Linked DNA regions of Mus musculus: all the other regions are linked to region 2. Evidence: chromatin contacts called from public HiChIP or PLAC-seq data. All regions are on one chromosome and are shown on one strand. Each heading gives the region's core, a stretch centred on a gene start, on an enhancer-like site or on the middle of the called end of the contact. The rest is flanking DNA. Distances are from core to core; before and after follow the strand shown.

Region 1 (2,826 bases), core at 176-2,675, 640 kb before region 2:
TGACCCTCAAGGACTTTGTTTATCCAGAGAGCTCTTGGGCTAGTAGGTCTCAAAGCACTTGAGCACCAGTGTTCGAGTCCTAGGTGCATTCAGCAAAATGATTTCAAGCAAGTCATTGGGCTTTTTGTTTTCTGTTTTCGACATCTAAAATATGTGGCAGATGATATCTGCCCAGCCGGCAAACAGGACTGTAGGGAGGCTCACATGAGTACGTCAATACCTTGGCTTTAGATGGAGGTGCTTGGAAAATACAGGGCACATAAAAACCGCTTCAGGCTGACATGTCATCCAGGCTGTTTGAAGGAGGAGCAATGTGCTTTTGGAAATGCCACCTACAGGGATACAGTGGCACATGAGATATCAGGAAGTGGAGAAGAGTTCTGGTCCAGAATGGCAGCTGAGGCTACCATCCATATGCTATATAACTGTTCTTAGTCTCATTTTCTTCATCTGTAAAATGGGAATTATAAAATCATTGATGTGATGAGAACATGTATGGAATGTGCGTGTCCTGACTGATAACGGCATACGAAGGACGTGGCGCTTCTTTCATTTTTGTGCTACCAGCTGACCATGTATATATGAAACTCAGATCTGTTCTTTTGGGAGGGGGCAGGTTACAAGACTGAATGATAGAAAACACAAAAGTTATGGCAATTTCTGACTTTGTCGTATTATATAGCTACTGCCATATCTGTAGTGTAGAAGTGACCTTAGAAATGGATTTACCTCATTCAGAGGGAGGTTTAAAAACAAAACAAAACAAAACAAAATGCAGTCATCTGTCCACTTGTTGCTCAACAAACTTCTGATTATTTAATATGTGCAGGCTGATGAGGTAGGCCAGAAGATAAGGATACCTGATGTATAGGAAAAATGACGGTCCTCATTTGCTTTCGTGGGGAAAACACACAAATAATTACATTCACATATTTGATGCAGTCACAAATGCCAAGGGTGAGGTGGGGGAGGAGATAAAACAGGCACAGGAATGATGCGTGGACCATTGAGCACCATCTTCTGCTCTGAATCTGAGAGCACAGGCTGAAGGGCACTGGACCGACCTCTGGGGCTGCTTCACATCCAGACATCCATTTCTGCTCAGAGAAATGTAACAAAGATGGCTATATATCTACCCTGGCAAACTGGAGGTGGTGAGGTCTGGTAGCTGCAGTCCCTGGGCTTGTCACTAGGATAACAGGTGACAGTCCCCTCCTCTGCCTGTTCCTGCCCCTCCTTGGCTGCCTCTCTGTGGTTAGGATGGAGACTGCAGAGATGGAGACAGCTGGATATGCATAAAGTCTGGCTCAGAACATTTAAAATGCAGACCTCGTTTGGCAGGGATTTCTGTGACTCGGGTCTATTATCTTCACAGCTCACGGCTTCATGGGACATTTGTGCAGATGAAATTGATCAGCAGCAGAAGGAAAATAGCTGTTGCCTAGGCAACCAGCTGATGACTCATTGGGCTTTGAGGCAGCTAAAGCCCTGAGACTGCAGTAATTTTCCAGATGCTTAACCTTCCCTCCCCACTCTTCTGCTCTTGCTCTCCACCCATCATTGCTTTCTCTGCATCTCCTCCCCAAGTTCCCTTCACACTGGAGGCTGCCCACCTGGACCTGGTCCCCTTACAGATATTGCAGGTCCCATTTCTCCACCCATCTACGGCTTGATGCACCCGTGATGGTGTCTAGCAGTGGCCAGGCTGCAAACAGTTTGAGGTCACAGAGCTCCTAAGAAGCCACAGTTTGTTCTTGGTGTTTTGGTCATGAGCCTAGCCTTTATAAGACTGAGCCATCTCTCCAGCCAGGCCACTGTTTGCTTTTTTTTTCATCAGAAAGCCCTCCAGCCAGGCAGTTCCTTGGCTTCTCTGCTACTGTAGCCTGAACCAATTCAATTTGTCTCAGTGATCTGCAATGTGTTTCTCCAGAGGCAGTTGCCCCCGAAGACTCTACACAAAACCAGGGAAATGGTGTTTAGAGCTCATCTTCCATGTGTGCGCTTCTCCCCTTCAGGGTTTCTACTCCCCCTGTCCTGTCTTTTTCTCTACCCTTGAGCTAGAGTCTGATTTTCCAGACCCTTCTTAGTTATCTATCCTAATCCTCTTCAAATATAGTGACAGATGCTTGCTTAAGTATTCCCCTTCCTAAGGCATTTAAATTTTAATAAAAGTTTTTCAGAGGCAAATTATTTAAAGACTCCCCAAGGAAAAATATTCTAAATGGCCCTTTGGATACAGGTTTAAGGAAAGGACTTGGGTAGCAGGCACATTGAGAGAGGACGCTTTCCACTGTTTTGTAATACTTAGGTTACTTCTGACTTTGATTTAGAAACTTTATATTGAACATCAGTTGGTGCCTCACTTTTGTGTCCCACTCTTGTCTCTGCATATGTACTCCAGCCCCACACATGCATGTAAAAACGTATGTACATACACATATACATTCATACATACATGCATGCACACAAACAGACACACACCCACACCACACTACTAGCAGTGAGTAAAAAAAACAATCCTCCCTCCGTGGCTGTGGTCTGAAAAAAGCCCTTATTTCTTGTATGTCCACTGACTTTTCCCTGTTGGATGGGTGGCAAGCATCTACCACCGGCTGAGCACAGTGAGACTGGGATACCTACATGCTCTGCTTGGATGGTAAGACCCTGGGCTGCCCTGTGCCTTTCAACTTAAACTGATGGTATAACTGGAGTTTTCAGGGTAAAAGCCTAGGTTCAGGCAGATCCAATATGTTAGGTTTGCTCACATGCCCTCAGTACACCAACTAAACAGACAAATAATGTCTAGAAGCAGAGAAAAGAGACTTA
Region 2 (2,925 bases), core at 148-2,647:
TGAAGCTATTCAAGGGTCATAGTGTTGGTGAGACAAACCTACTGGTTTCACAGACCCTGTGTCCCCAATACTCGAGCTGCTGCACAGGCACACAGCAATTTACCTATTCCTTCCTTCCAGTTTCTCTCCCAATCTTGTTTCCCACAACCTCTCCAGCACTCCCCACCTGGGATGCTCAGCACAGTACCAGCTAGGAGCCTTGTGAATGTCCTTGGCATTCTTTGACTTAACATCCACTTGACTGCCCATTATATACCGACTTTATCAAGCATCCTTTCAGCCAGAACAGGGTCAAGCCTCCAAAGCAGAAGCCCTCTGCAGCAACACGTTAGTATTAAGTGCTCGCTTATTCAAGGCGGTTTTCCTTCCATACACTCATTGTAGATTTTTTGTCATGTCCACATTTGTGTATTCTAACCACTTCTTGGGTGTGTGCAGAGAGAGCCACCACCTACCTCCTATAAATAGCATGATTGTTCTGTTTGTCTAGATCTAGCCAGTCAGACACAAAAAGAAGGGAACGAGGTTTTCAAAGGCAGTGTTAATCAAAGATAGGCCGGCACTGAAATAATAAGGAGAAGGCTCTTTCCATCCGTCAGAGCCCCCGATGTGTTAGCCTGTCCAAATCCCAGGTTAATAATAAATGGAGGCAGGTTTGTTTTTAGTAAGGGTATTATGTAATTAGAATTTAATGATCTTTAACTTCCATTGTATTGATTATCTTCAGCTAAGAACAAGGAAGAGTAGTTTTCCATCTATGGCCTTAAAACACTCATGTAGAGTAGAAAATATATTTAAAGGAAAATGCTACAAATATTTCAAGTAGCAGTTAACTATGGTAGACACCTTGAAAGTGAAAATGGCGTCCCAAAGTGGGACAGAAACCAGTGTTTCGGTCACGTACCTGTTTGGGAAAACCTGAATTTGAACTCCATCGGTTCTAGAACAATAGCATGCTCTGCTCCAGCTGTACTTATTACCAAATGACTGCCCAACTTTAATTAAAAATGTTATCAGCGATCACAGACAAAAGCCCAGTTATTAGAATCTTTCTAACCCAGCAGTAGCTCACACTGGCTCTTAAAGGATTAGTAACACTTTCCATTACATGAATATACTGCCCACAGTTGAGAATCAAATGGGGCGACCTGATTCTCCAAAGAGAGTTCAAGAGTGCTCTCAAACAAATAAGTAAAGAGAAAAATTCAACAGAGGAAACCTGGCCTTCTCTTCTGTAAGAGGGGCTAGCTTTAGGCATACATGGTACTTTATTCCTGGGTTTCACGCTGGGAAACAGGAGAAATAACCACGTGGGAGCTCCCGTTAGCATCACATCCGACCTAGTGAGAGATGAGTACAGCTGCAGCACAAGCCCAGGATCTTGGTTCATTTTTCTCTGAGTCCATTCTGTGGGGCTGATTCCAGATCACTCAGCCATTTTATTTAATCAGCAGTGAATTTAGTATTCTAAAGGGCGTGTTGCAACTATCACATTTACAGCTTGCTCCACCGCAGAGCCCAGTATAAATGTGGATAGATAAGATCAGGAGTCCTACAGGCAGCCTGTTGTTTCCAAGGGCTGGCTCCAATATGGGCCACGGAGGAGGCGGCATGGGGAATCTGACACTCCGGCACAGCTCCTAATGGGGTTTTATTGGGCCTGTCTTTTGGGTTAAGTGTTGCGGATTGCTTCCATTCCCTTGACTGGAACATATTACCTGTCAATACTCTTTGATGTCTGTAACTAGTATAGGAATGTGTAGTCATTAAATTAGTAGAGGGTGGAGTGGGGGCACAGACCAGCCCTGCAGAAAGAGGACACAGGAGCTAGTTTTGATAAGGAGTAGGATCTAAAGTGACCAGAGTTGGATCAGGCCTGGGGATTTCTCCCAAGGGAGCCTCCAGCTCTGGGATGAGACATTGGTGGGGGTTGGGGATGAACTGGAGAAAAAAAAAAAAAAACAAAACCACAATAAGAAAGTCCACAACTCCTAACCCCGTCACCTGGAGCTGGCCCTTTCTTTTCTTTGCACATTTCTTTGGGGTCTCCTACTATACTGAGCGCTGACTACTTGGAAAGGGGGCCCTCAAGGCACATAGGGTCCCCATTTTCATGAAGTGTTTGCCTTGAGATTGTAAGTCATAAATGGTTTGCTTCTATCCACACATACTTTCTTTCCTCTCACCAACCACTCACTTGACTGACACACTGTGCACGAGACACCCACAACAGTTTAAAAATGGGGAAAACTCGATCCTCACAAAGTTCATCGCCTGGAAAGAGGAAAACCCATGTGATAGAATAAAATCACAATGGTGCATCGACAGAAAGGGGCGCTCGTCAGCGGGAACAAAACACGGCATGAAGGGGTTAACGCTGTGCTTTGGTTTTGCTCTTTGCTTTGGTGGGAAGGTTAAGGTGCATGCCCTTAACTTCATTTTTAAAGACAAATTACACCTGACACCGAAACTGAGCTTGCCAAGTGGCTGCTAAGCCAGCGGACGATGATACACAACTTACTTAGACGAGTAGTCTGAAGGCTGGGTTGTCTCTCTCAATGTTAGACTTAAAGAGCCTACATCTTCACTGCCTTTAACACAGTACTGTCCAGTCATTTCATCAATTAATTCCACCTCCATGACAAACTGGTCCTGCCACTTCCTTACCAGGGAGACCCTGGCTCTCAGGTCAGGTGACCTTCCCCTACAAGTAGCCGGGAACTGGCTGAGTGGTCAGGACTGGGCCTTTGAGCCCAGTCTTTTCCCTTAAGGTATGGTTTCTGTGGGGCAGTCTCTGCATTTATTGATGATTATAACCAGAATCAAAAAACCATGCTGTGTTTGTTAACAGTGGAGTTTAAGTATAGGTAAATGTTCTGTAATTCGTTCAAACAGGCTCAGGACGAGCTCCCTGTGGGTCTGTGC
Region 3 (2,816 bases), core at 123-2,622, 690 kb before region 2:
GTGACTGGGAGTTTGAACAGAAAGAAACCCTTTCCCAGCTGAACTGCTCTCTGTCAGTCTGCTTTTGTCACAGCACCAGAAATGAAGCCAGGGCATTCAGCGTCCTCAGAGTCTCTCCTGTGACACAATTTCCAGGGTTCCAGTCAACGTGGGTCCTCCCTTTTCTCTGTGCTGGTCCAGGGCTGAGTGTTGCTTGCAGACATGTTTCTTCTGTGGTTGTACTCAGTAGAACATCTACCACCATCTACAAATCTGTGAAGTCAGTTCCTTCCTCCCATTTTTAGGAGGGTTCTGGGAATTGAACTCAGATCATCAGACTTGCATTTACCCACTGAGCCATCCCACCATCCACATCTATCTCCTCCAGACACTAAGCTTTGATATTTTTGGGTGCCATTTAAGTGGACACCTCACATCCCCTCTCTGTGTGTGGTCAACCTAAACAAGACTTTCTCCAGGACTTGACTCTTAGATTCCCTGGGATAAATCTGTGGAAAAAATTTTTGAATGAAATTCTACCACATGGTACTTTATTAAACTGTAACAGCATATACCACAGCGAATATGAGAAGCCCAACTCAGTATCTTCTTACACATTAACAGAAGCACAGGCCACAGGGAAGTTCCAAGAGCAGTCCGGGCCAAAAATTACTTTCTCAAAAAAGGGAATCGGTTTATTCATTAACTCCCGGTTCGTGGTAAACCAAATTGATCCAACGTCCTGCCCCCTATCCTTCTGAGGAATGGAAGTTCATAGCTTGGTTATTAAAAGTCTGGGGGAGGTCTTGTGCGAATGTCCCTAAGCTGGGGCTCTGTGTCACAGAGGACAGCCAGTAATCCTCGGACTAATTTTCAGCGAAATCATCATCATCGTCATCGTCATCGTCATCACCATCACCAATTTCTTATTCGTGTTTGCTTTTAGGTGGTTGAGGGGGTTCTCTCCAGGCCCTCGACGGGGAAAAGTCGGGCACGGAGTCTTCGCGGTGTGCATGTCAGGGCTCGAGTGGAGACCTCTTTCTCTCCCTCTACAGCTTAGGTTTTGGAGCCGTTTGCTTTCCGCGGGAGACTGTAGGGCCTGAGAAAAAGCACACTATCTGTTCCGTGCCTCTTCCTCCCCGACGTAGTGGTCAGGGAGGGCGCCCTGTGAGGAAGCGGGTACTAGGTTTACGTGATCTAGGTAGGATCCTCTAAGATCTGCTGAACCTGGCCTGCCCTGGTGATGGGTAGCTGGGAAGGCATTAGACCCAGCTGTAAATGTGTAATTCTCACCCTTGAACCAGAGCCAACCATGTTCCTCAGAACTCTGCACAAAATCATCTATGCCCACCGCATTGCCCGCTAAGCTACCGCAGTTGCAGCCTCTAAACCGATACACACTCGCCGCCACGAGGGGGCAGCAAAAGCCCGGCTCGCCAACATCCCGCATTGCGTAAAGGCCTCCTGCTGCAGAACTTAAAAAAAAAAAAAAAAAAAAAAAAAAAAAAAAAGATAGAAAGAAAAGTGATGCAGCATAATTTTCCTTTTTAGAGAAATCACCATCCATATAAGGCTCGCAGCTTTAAGGTTGTGGAGTTAACTGGTACAGCCTGGATGAGAACTGTGTTCTGGTTTAGGTTAGGTTAAAAACAAAACAAACAAACAAACAAACAAAAAAAAAACCAAAAAACCAATAAACAGATCCCCAAAGCAAACCACCACTTCTGTATGAAGCATCTTTGGGGAGACTGTTAATTCAGTAATGGACCAGGTGCTTTACTGCTGACAATTCAGTATAGGAAAGACATGCCAGAAGCCCAGGGTGTGGCTTTCAGAGCCCCTCTCTGCCTTCTTGGCAGGGAAGAACATGAAGACTCGGCTTTGGAATTTGGAATTTGGGAGTTCTTGCCGAGACTAAGTGAATCCCAGGCAGGTGTCAGGACGAGGGGGTGGAGCAGTATTCTAATCCAGGATGAGAGGTTCTGGGGCCCCTCTGCTCCTTGGGGAGGTGGTGGGTTGAACGGATGCAAACGCCATACATAATAGCCCTGTTGCACGGCTGCCTCCCAGAGGGAGAAGAAAGGATTGGGACACAGGAAGTACAAGTCTGCTAAGGCTCTGGAAATCTGGGGTCGGCGTCCAGAGACAAAGCGGCACAGACCACCAAGTCCTTAGAAGTTGGGAGCTCCACCCTATTCATTCCCATCCCATATCATCCTTACCTCCCCCCCTCGCCCCGCCCCCACCATCCCTGCTTCCTCCCTGTATAAGCTGCTATTCCAGCAAGATTAAAAAACAAACACAAACCAAAACCCTGGTGTCAAAGTCTTTTAAGAAGCCAGGCCATGCCGGTTAAAGCTGTCACCTCACAGAAGTGTTCTTGCTGAAGACCAGTGCTTCAGCTTGCTTGATGGCTGGCTTAGTCACAGGATTCAGAGGCTCCAAGGAACCAACACAAAAGGCCTTTTGCCATGGACAGGAAGCAGGGCAGCTGCTGGCAGATGCTTCTTCTCTCTCCCATTCTCCCTCTCCTAAGGGCAGGAAAGTGCTGGAGCCCCGTTTTTCCCTCTGTATGGCTCTGTGTGGACAGCTTTCGGGGTGTCCTTGTGAAGTGGGGTGACAGTATCTGTGTTCTGAGTCCTCCCGTCTCCCTTACCTTCTCCGCATCCAGGCTGTTGGGATGAGAGAATTTAGCTTCTCGTTCTGGGTCAGCACAGCCCCCAGCCCATGCAAATCTATCTCAGACTCCTCTCTCTGGTGCAGACATCGCAGGAAGCGCCCGCTGCTTCTTCCATGATGCTTAGGGTGAGGGTGGGGTGGCGTGAGAGACTTCAAGA

What was found. HiChIP or PLAC-seq counts read pairs in DNA pulled down with a chosen protein or histone mark.
Region 1: an H3K27ac HiChIP or PLAC-seq map of VIP interneurons shows a contact between it and region 2, with 5 times the contacts expected there. The contact joins two enhancer-like sites. A contact is called at or near these places in 3 of 115 datasets of contacts at active chromatin or transcription factors (SST interneurons, VIP interneurons and large pre-B cells).
Region 3: an H3K27ac HiChIP or PLAC-seq map of VIP interneurons shows a contact between it and region 2, with 15 times the contacts expected there. The contact joins two enhancer-like sites. A contact is called at or near these places in 1 of 15 datasets of contacts at CTCF or cohesin (large pre-B cells), 19 of 484 Hi-C or Micro-C datasets (bone marrow-derived macrophages, cerebellar granule neurons, cerebral cortex and 10 more), 5 of 115 datasets of contacts at active chromatin or transcription factors (VIP interneurons, embryonic basal ganglia, embryonic hindbrain and 2 more) and 1 of 9 other capture datasets (embryonic stem cells).

Annotation. Positions count from the first base shown.
Region 1 is chr1:165,074,405-165,077,230 of GRCm38.p6, reverse strand. All of the region lies in intron 1 of 4930568G15Rik (RIKEN cDNA 4930568G15 gene), which reads left to right. Among named protein-coding and RNA genes, the nearest start is that of Gm51669, 15 kb to the right of the region's middle. Within about 2 kb of position 1,425, at least 121 of the 459 cell types and tissues checked have an H3K27ac peak or open chromatin away from gene starts, as enhancers often do. A contact at or near this core is called in VIP interneurons, where this site is marked.
Region 2 is chr1:164,432,878-164,435,802 of GRCm38.p6, reverse strand. All of the region lies in intron 13 of Nme7 (NME/NM23 family member 7), which reads right to left. Among named protein-coding and RNA genes, the nearest start is that of Gm39690, 16 kb to the right of the region's middle. Within about 2 kb of position 1,397, at least 15 of the 459 cell types and tissues checked have an H3K27ac peak or open chromatin away from gene starts, as enhancers often do. A contact at or near this core is called in VIP interneurons, where this site is marked.
Region 3 is chr1:165,119,122-165,121,937 of GRCm38.p6, reverse strand. No RefSeq gene overlaps it. Among named protein-coding and RNA genes, the nearest start is that of 4930568G15Rik, 29 kb to the right of the region's middle. Within about 2 kb of position 1,372, at least 36 of the 459 cell types and tissues checked have an H3K27ac peak or open chromatin away from gene starts, as enhancers often do. A contact at or near this core is called in VIP interneurons, where this site is marked.